Regions from separate parts of the Anas platyrhynchos genome. Here region 2 is linked to region 1. Evidence: chromatin contacts called from public Hi-C data. All regions are on one chromosome and are shown on one strand. The core of a region is the stretch at or near the end of the contact, and the rest is flanking DNA. Distances in the headings are between cores, read along the strand shown. Region 1 overlaps SKI (SKI proto-oncogene). Region 2 overlaps SKI (SKI proto-oncogene).

What was found. A called contact is a pair of places that touch in the nucleus more often than the background predicts.
Region 2: a Hi-C map of subcutaneous adipose tissue shows a contact between it and region 1, with 2.5 times the contacts expected there. The contact joins two enhancer-like sites. A contact is called at or near these places in 5 of 8 Hi-C or Micro-C datasets (F5 follicle, liver, skeletal muscle and 1 more).

Annotation. Positions count from the first base shown.
Region 1 is chr22:394,567-397,583 of IASCAAS_PekinDuck_T2T, reverse strand. All of the region lies in intron 5 of SKI (SKI proto-oncogene), which reads right to left. Among named protein-coding and RNA genes, the nearest start is that of FAAP20, 33 kb to the right of the region's middle. Within about 2 kb of position 1,588, at least 5 of the 8 cell types and tissues checked have an H3K27ac peak or open chromatin away from gene starts, as enhancers often do. A contact at or near this core is called in F5 follicle and subcutaneous adipose tissue, where this site is marked.
Region 2 is chr22:435,932-438,762 of IASCAAS_PekinDuck_T2T, reverse strand. The region is part of intron 5 of SKI (SKI proto-oncogene); the gene reads right to left. Among named protein-coding and RNA genes, the nearest start is that of FAAP20, 75 kb to the right of the region's middle. Within about 2 kb of position 1,577, at least 8 of the 8 cell types and tissues checked have an H3K27ac peak or open chromatin away from gene starts, as enhancers often do. A contact at or near this core is called in F5 follicle and subcutaneous adipose tissue, where this site is marked.

The DNA.
Region 1 (3,017 bases), core at 339-2,838:
GCTGCAGAGACTTCCCCGTCAGGAGAAAAAAATAAGCTAAAATGCTGAAACATAGAGATTGACAAATCCTACATAAAAGAACAAAATCACCATTAGGTATCTACAGCAACCTGAAACCCCAATGGTGCATGGAGCAACCAGCAGGCAAAGGCCTCCCTGTCCAGGGGCAGCTCCAGCTGCAGGAGCCAATGCCCTGCTCAGTAAGACCTGCCCAGGTCACAGCACCCCCAAACACCTATGGGACCAAAACCTAGTTATAGAGCAAAACAAAAACACTGCAGTGCCAAAACAGGCCCACTCCTGGCTTTGGCACAGTCCTGTAAAGGTGAGGGCACGGCCACAAGCTCACTGCAGCCACTCCGTGTTAACCCCGGCGCATGTCGGTTCAGGATCTGCCCTCTTCCCCACGGCTGCAAGCACCGCCAGCACGCACGGGAGGAAGTCTGATACAGAGACAAGTCTGCTGTGGTTTGTGGGCGAACTGGTTCCAATTAGTGCGCCTGCTGATTGCCTGAGTGAGAACTGCCGAACGAGCCCCAAGCCCCAAACTTTCAAATTAACCTCGGATGCTCCAGAAAATATCTCAACAGGTGATTTTGGTAACAGTATGAGGCTGAATCTGCAGTGGCAATGAAGACAAGAACCATACAAGACATACCTGCCTACCCAAGGTGGGCACGAAGATAATAATGCCATGAATTCTGTCCACCCCCAGCGTGACACACACTAACTATAGCAGAAACTGAGTGGAACACCACTAAAAGTAAAAACAGAGATACACACTTATTAATCTGTACTTCCAAAATGCAGAAAACAGATGCAAATTAGCAATTCTCTAATAAAATGTATTATTAACATTGTAATTGGTAAGTTTAAAATAAAGGCATGTTATATTACTACGCGTTAAAGTAATGCTTCCTTTACATGAAAATCAATTTGATTTAAGTGTTCTATGGCCACTCAAAAGAAACAGGTTAGCTTAGCAACTGACAGTACTCTACTGATAGATGTCCTACAGCCCAGCTGGAGTTCCTTCTGTCCATGCTTTCATTTCTTTCCAAGAACCCCGTCAGATTTAGTGCAACTCTTCCATGAGAGCTCCCTCTAAATAAGAATCACAGCACGAAGTTCGGGAACTGTCTGCCTTTAAAAAAAAACACAAGAGTGTAATGAGGCTTTTTGTGCCTGATACTTTGCATGGAGATGCAACTCGGTGCAGTGGCAAAGCAGTTGGGCCGGCTAAGCCAGCAGTGTGAGTTCCAGTCCTTCGTTATCACCAGCAGCAGGGAGCCAGCCCACTCCTTGCTGTACTCGGTGCCACCGAAACCCTGAACTTCGGCACAATATCCTCGCTAGGAGACAAAAACGACACGGATTTTCAGTAAGAATGGACAACGGACCTCGTCGAGTCTCCAAATTGTGCTCGGCTCAGCCCCCTCGATGCAGCCGCAGCACTGCTAGCGAGGTGCAGATAAGGTACTGGTGGCTGCCAGGAGTTTCACCGCTGCGTTGTCTAGACATGCTCTGAGCAGCCTCACGCAGACACTGCCAGATGCTTTTACAACGCCGACGTGAACACTCATCCCAGCAAAGGAAAACACACCCTCGCCAGGCAGCCCGATAACCGTGCCTGGCTGCTGGCGGTCAGGCCAGGTGCTGCAGGCTCCCCGACCGACACACTGTGTTCACGCCACCTTCAAAGCGCGCTGCTCTTTGGGGCAGAACACACGGCCGAGCCCCAAACCACTGAGATGGAGAGGCGAGAGAGACTGCCCGGACAATGAAGGCAGTGGCATATATTTTAATATTTTGGGCTGTGATTGTCTGAAGAATAGATTTTGTGTAATTTCCTCCCTAACTCACGAGGGCTGAGTTCAGGAAGTACAGTACGATTCTGGGGTAACAGAGAGCCACAGGTGACTCAACATCATTAGCTCATTATTTGCAGCACACTCTGTGTCTCGCACACATGCACGTACCTGCTTCTTTGTTCTCGACCTACAACATCTGTAAAACTGTTTGCACTCCTGGCAAAAAAATGCTGATGTCTGCTTAAACACTGACATCTCAGGTACACAGGATTTCGCTTAAGCTCGGCATGGTTTTTCAGGTCCTATTCCTAAGGTGTGAAGTGTTTGTGAACTTAGGGTACTCCTTCAAGGCTTCAACACTTGTGTTTTAGGGACTTCAACATTTTTACTGGGTATTTTCTAATGAATTCTTAAGCAGCAAGTAAGAGAGCAAATGACTTCTGTGCTCCATGGGGAAACACCTGAACCCATAGCTCTCAAAGCTTTTCAAGAGCATTCATCAAGCCAGTTGGTACAGAGAAGAATAAATCCATCCAGCGTCCTGAACACCAATGCCTGTGAAATCAAAAATGGGAATCTCCCTGCTATACGAGATCAAGAAACTCGCTACTGCCAGGAGGCAGGACTTGGGGATACAGGAACAGAAAGATCCGCATCGTAGCTCCATCACATTTCACGTGGCCACAAAACACAGTGCAGCCACCACTGCACGGCACCTGAAAGGCCCGAGCCACCCCAGCAGTGCTCGGCAGCCCCACGCTCTTCCACTTTCGGCAGCGTCTGTTCTTCGAGTTGGCCGCACACTTGACCTGGCTAAACCTCTCTCCAGCTGAGAAAGCCGCGTGTTGTGGCAGCCCGGGCTTGGGAGGCATTGAGAAATGAAGTGCTCATTTGTGTGTCTGTACACAGAAGGCTGCTTCCAGCTCCCAGCTGCTTCACCCGAGTGCTGCTGGGACCTGAGCTGTGGGAACGCGGCCCCGCTGGCATTGGGGGTGTTCACACGCGTGCAAGGAGAGTTCTCATCCCCCCTCGCTGCCTGATCGGACAGTTTTACTAAACATACAGATGTCTGGCACACAGCTAGGAAACGTGGAAGCACCAAACTCTGCTCAGTTCAACGTTCAAAAGAAAAAAAAGTTGAAAAGAGGCAGAGGCGAAGCCACCCTCCTCTCCTGGAAACAGCAACCAGAAAGCCTTGGGGTGTGT
Region 2 (2,831 bases), core at 328-2,827, 41 kb before region 1:
GGGGTTGTCAGAAAGGCCTAGCAGAAACACTTAAGTTATCTGCCTCCTGTCCTCTCTTTCACCCCTCTTCTTGGCCCTTCCTTTGCAGATGAGTATCTTGCACAAACAGAATTACCTTTGATTGCAACAGCTGAACTTTTGAGAGCAGTGAAAAGAAGCTTGCTGACTACAGGGAGTGGGTTGCCACAGACATAAACACAGGAGAGCGGACAAGAAAAACAAGTTTTAATTAAAGCCACTTCTACATAATCAATTTTCCTTTTTGTATCATGAAGTCCTAATATGCATCCGAAGAGCCTGATACAACTGACACGCTGCACAAGCTGCTTCAGTGACTGAGAGCAAGGTGGCAACGTGTGAAAAGCCTGATCCTGCAAAGTGCTGAACACCTTCAAAGCAGAGACGCTGCTCAGTGCAGCTGGGGGAGGAATTCAGCCAGTGACACCAGCGACAGGACTCCAGGAGCATTTCAGCCTTGCCTTCAAAGCCCAAGATGGAAATGCAAGAGCAGTGACCCCGCTGCAGCAGCACTTCAGGGGCCCACCAGCAGCTCAAGGGCCACCTGTGCTTACCCTGGTTGCTCTGTGCAAGGCTCATTCTCCCAAAAATCTTGTAATTTGATGTAATCTTGTGGATAGAAGGTGGAGGAGTTGAGGCAGCTCAGTTCAACATCCCACAGGTGGCCAGCTACAAAACTATGTGTGGCTCCAGTGTCCCTAAGCCAGCGCCCGCTACAGCCTGGATCCCAAGGAGCCGTAATTAATTCTTACACAGAATTGAAGAGTCCACATTTTTACACCAAATGTTCTAAGTTTAATTGATGTAATCCGAGAGAAGAATTTGGGGTTATTTTTAACCAATGGCTGCTGCTGCTTTTTATGTATATCTACACTGAGTAGCCAGCTACTGCCAGGATCATTTTACACTGTGCCCATGCATAACTGGATATATGGCCTTATATAAATACACACGGATAGACACATATGCACGCTCCCTCCCTATTTTATCTATGCATTTTAACATATATGCTGGAGAATAATCACACGTGCAAGGAGCCCAAGCATATGGTATATCATCCTCCCCTTCGTTTAAACGATTCCCCTTAAACCAATCAGCTCTCGCAATCCTTAGAGACTTGTAATTTGTCGTGACATCAGAAGAGAGAAATTAGTCTACAGCGTTATAAAAAAAAAAAAAGAGCAAGCACAAAGAAATGAAATTTGCAATTCACGGGCTGGGTGGTTTTCAGTGTGGGGGCGGAGGACGAGGGAAGCCGCTGAGCCTTTAAACCCAGAGGACGGGCTTGCCCCCGGCCCAGCTCCCCACCGCTGCCCCCAGCCCTTTTTCCAAGTGCACAGCGCCTGTAAAAATTCCTGCGCGCTATTTGCAGGCAAGGTCACTGCGAAAGGGCATGGCTGGGAGCCAGGGTGTTTTTCAACCGAGCTGCAGGGAGGGGAGGGAAGGGGAGGGGAGGGGAGGCTCAGGAACTCAATTAGAAGTTTCTCCAGTCTAGCCAGGAGGCTGGGAGCCCAGACTGCGGCTGTTCCGTCCTGCGAGCGGCCGCCCCGTCTGCCCGGCTCGCCGCCGCGCCAGGCCTGACGCATTTCACAGGCATCCTCCCAGCCACAGGAGGGAGGCCCGGGAACGAGAGGCAGCTCGGCCTTGGTGGCCTGGTAAATCCCTGGGTGGTTTTACGGCAGGACACACCGGTACACACGGCGCATGTCACAGGGCCTTCACCGGGCGTTCGCGGGCATCGGCGTCGCTCTGAATGCGGGTACCTGGTTAAGGAACAGTGATCTTTGGGGGCAAGCCTGCCTCGAGATCTGCTGAGCTGCTTGTTCAGTGCTGCCCTGCCACAGCGCGCAGACCTGAGCCTTTGTCATTCAGCAACAAGCCATCCCCAGAGCACATCGATTCTCCAAAGCCTCATCTGTCTCAGGGCAGAGGAGGAACGCAGGCGGGCGCAGGAACGCGCTCCGTGCCTGTGAAATACAGTAAAATGTCACCCAAGGGGAACCTTTGCCCTAAAATTGTCGCACGATTTCCCTGGCTGGGACGAGGTCCAAGGCAAACCCATTCAGCAGCCCCGCATGACTTCCTCCTGTGCCTTCAGGACAGGCAACCCCCTGCCAGCCGCTTAAAGGCACATTTACATGGAAGAGGCTTTCTGCATTTCTCTGCATGCGAGCACACAGCTGCTCCACCCCAAACTTTACCTTGAGCTTCTTTTCGGTTTCTGACCTTAATTCCCAGCCTACAGCCCAGCAGCAGAGGCTGCTACGCTGGTAGCAAGGTTCTAGCCCTGAAAACTGCCAGCCTCGTGCCTGGGAACGGAATGCATCAAAAGAGCTTTTGGATCCTGTAAATGTAGGGCCTGCTGCTTAAAAACAAACAAACACGGGCATATCCACTTCACATGGAAGGTTACTCACCTTCAATAGTTTTGAAACCAAGCTACTTTTCTAGTTACACTTTCCAATTGGAATCAATTTGGCACATCATCTGGGAAACGAAATGGCATGTTTCATCACCCACAGAGCGTTTCAGAGAGACATCTTGAATACGCATCCACATCCATCCATCCACATCCTCCTAAGCATTCATTCTCCTTGCTGAAATACCATGAATTTAAACCTCAAAACAATAGGTTAAATGAAACCCTAGGGTCTTTCTCCCATGCCTGAAAAGAGCAAGTCTGGAATTATGCACACCAAATCCTCCGCTAGCAGATGCACACAACAGTCCAGAAAATCCAGAATCCCAAATTTGCTCTACACTGTAAGGTTTTTTTTTGCAGGCAGATTCTATCTCAGTGAGGCTTGTATTGC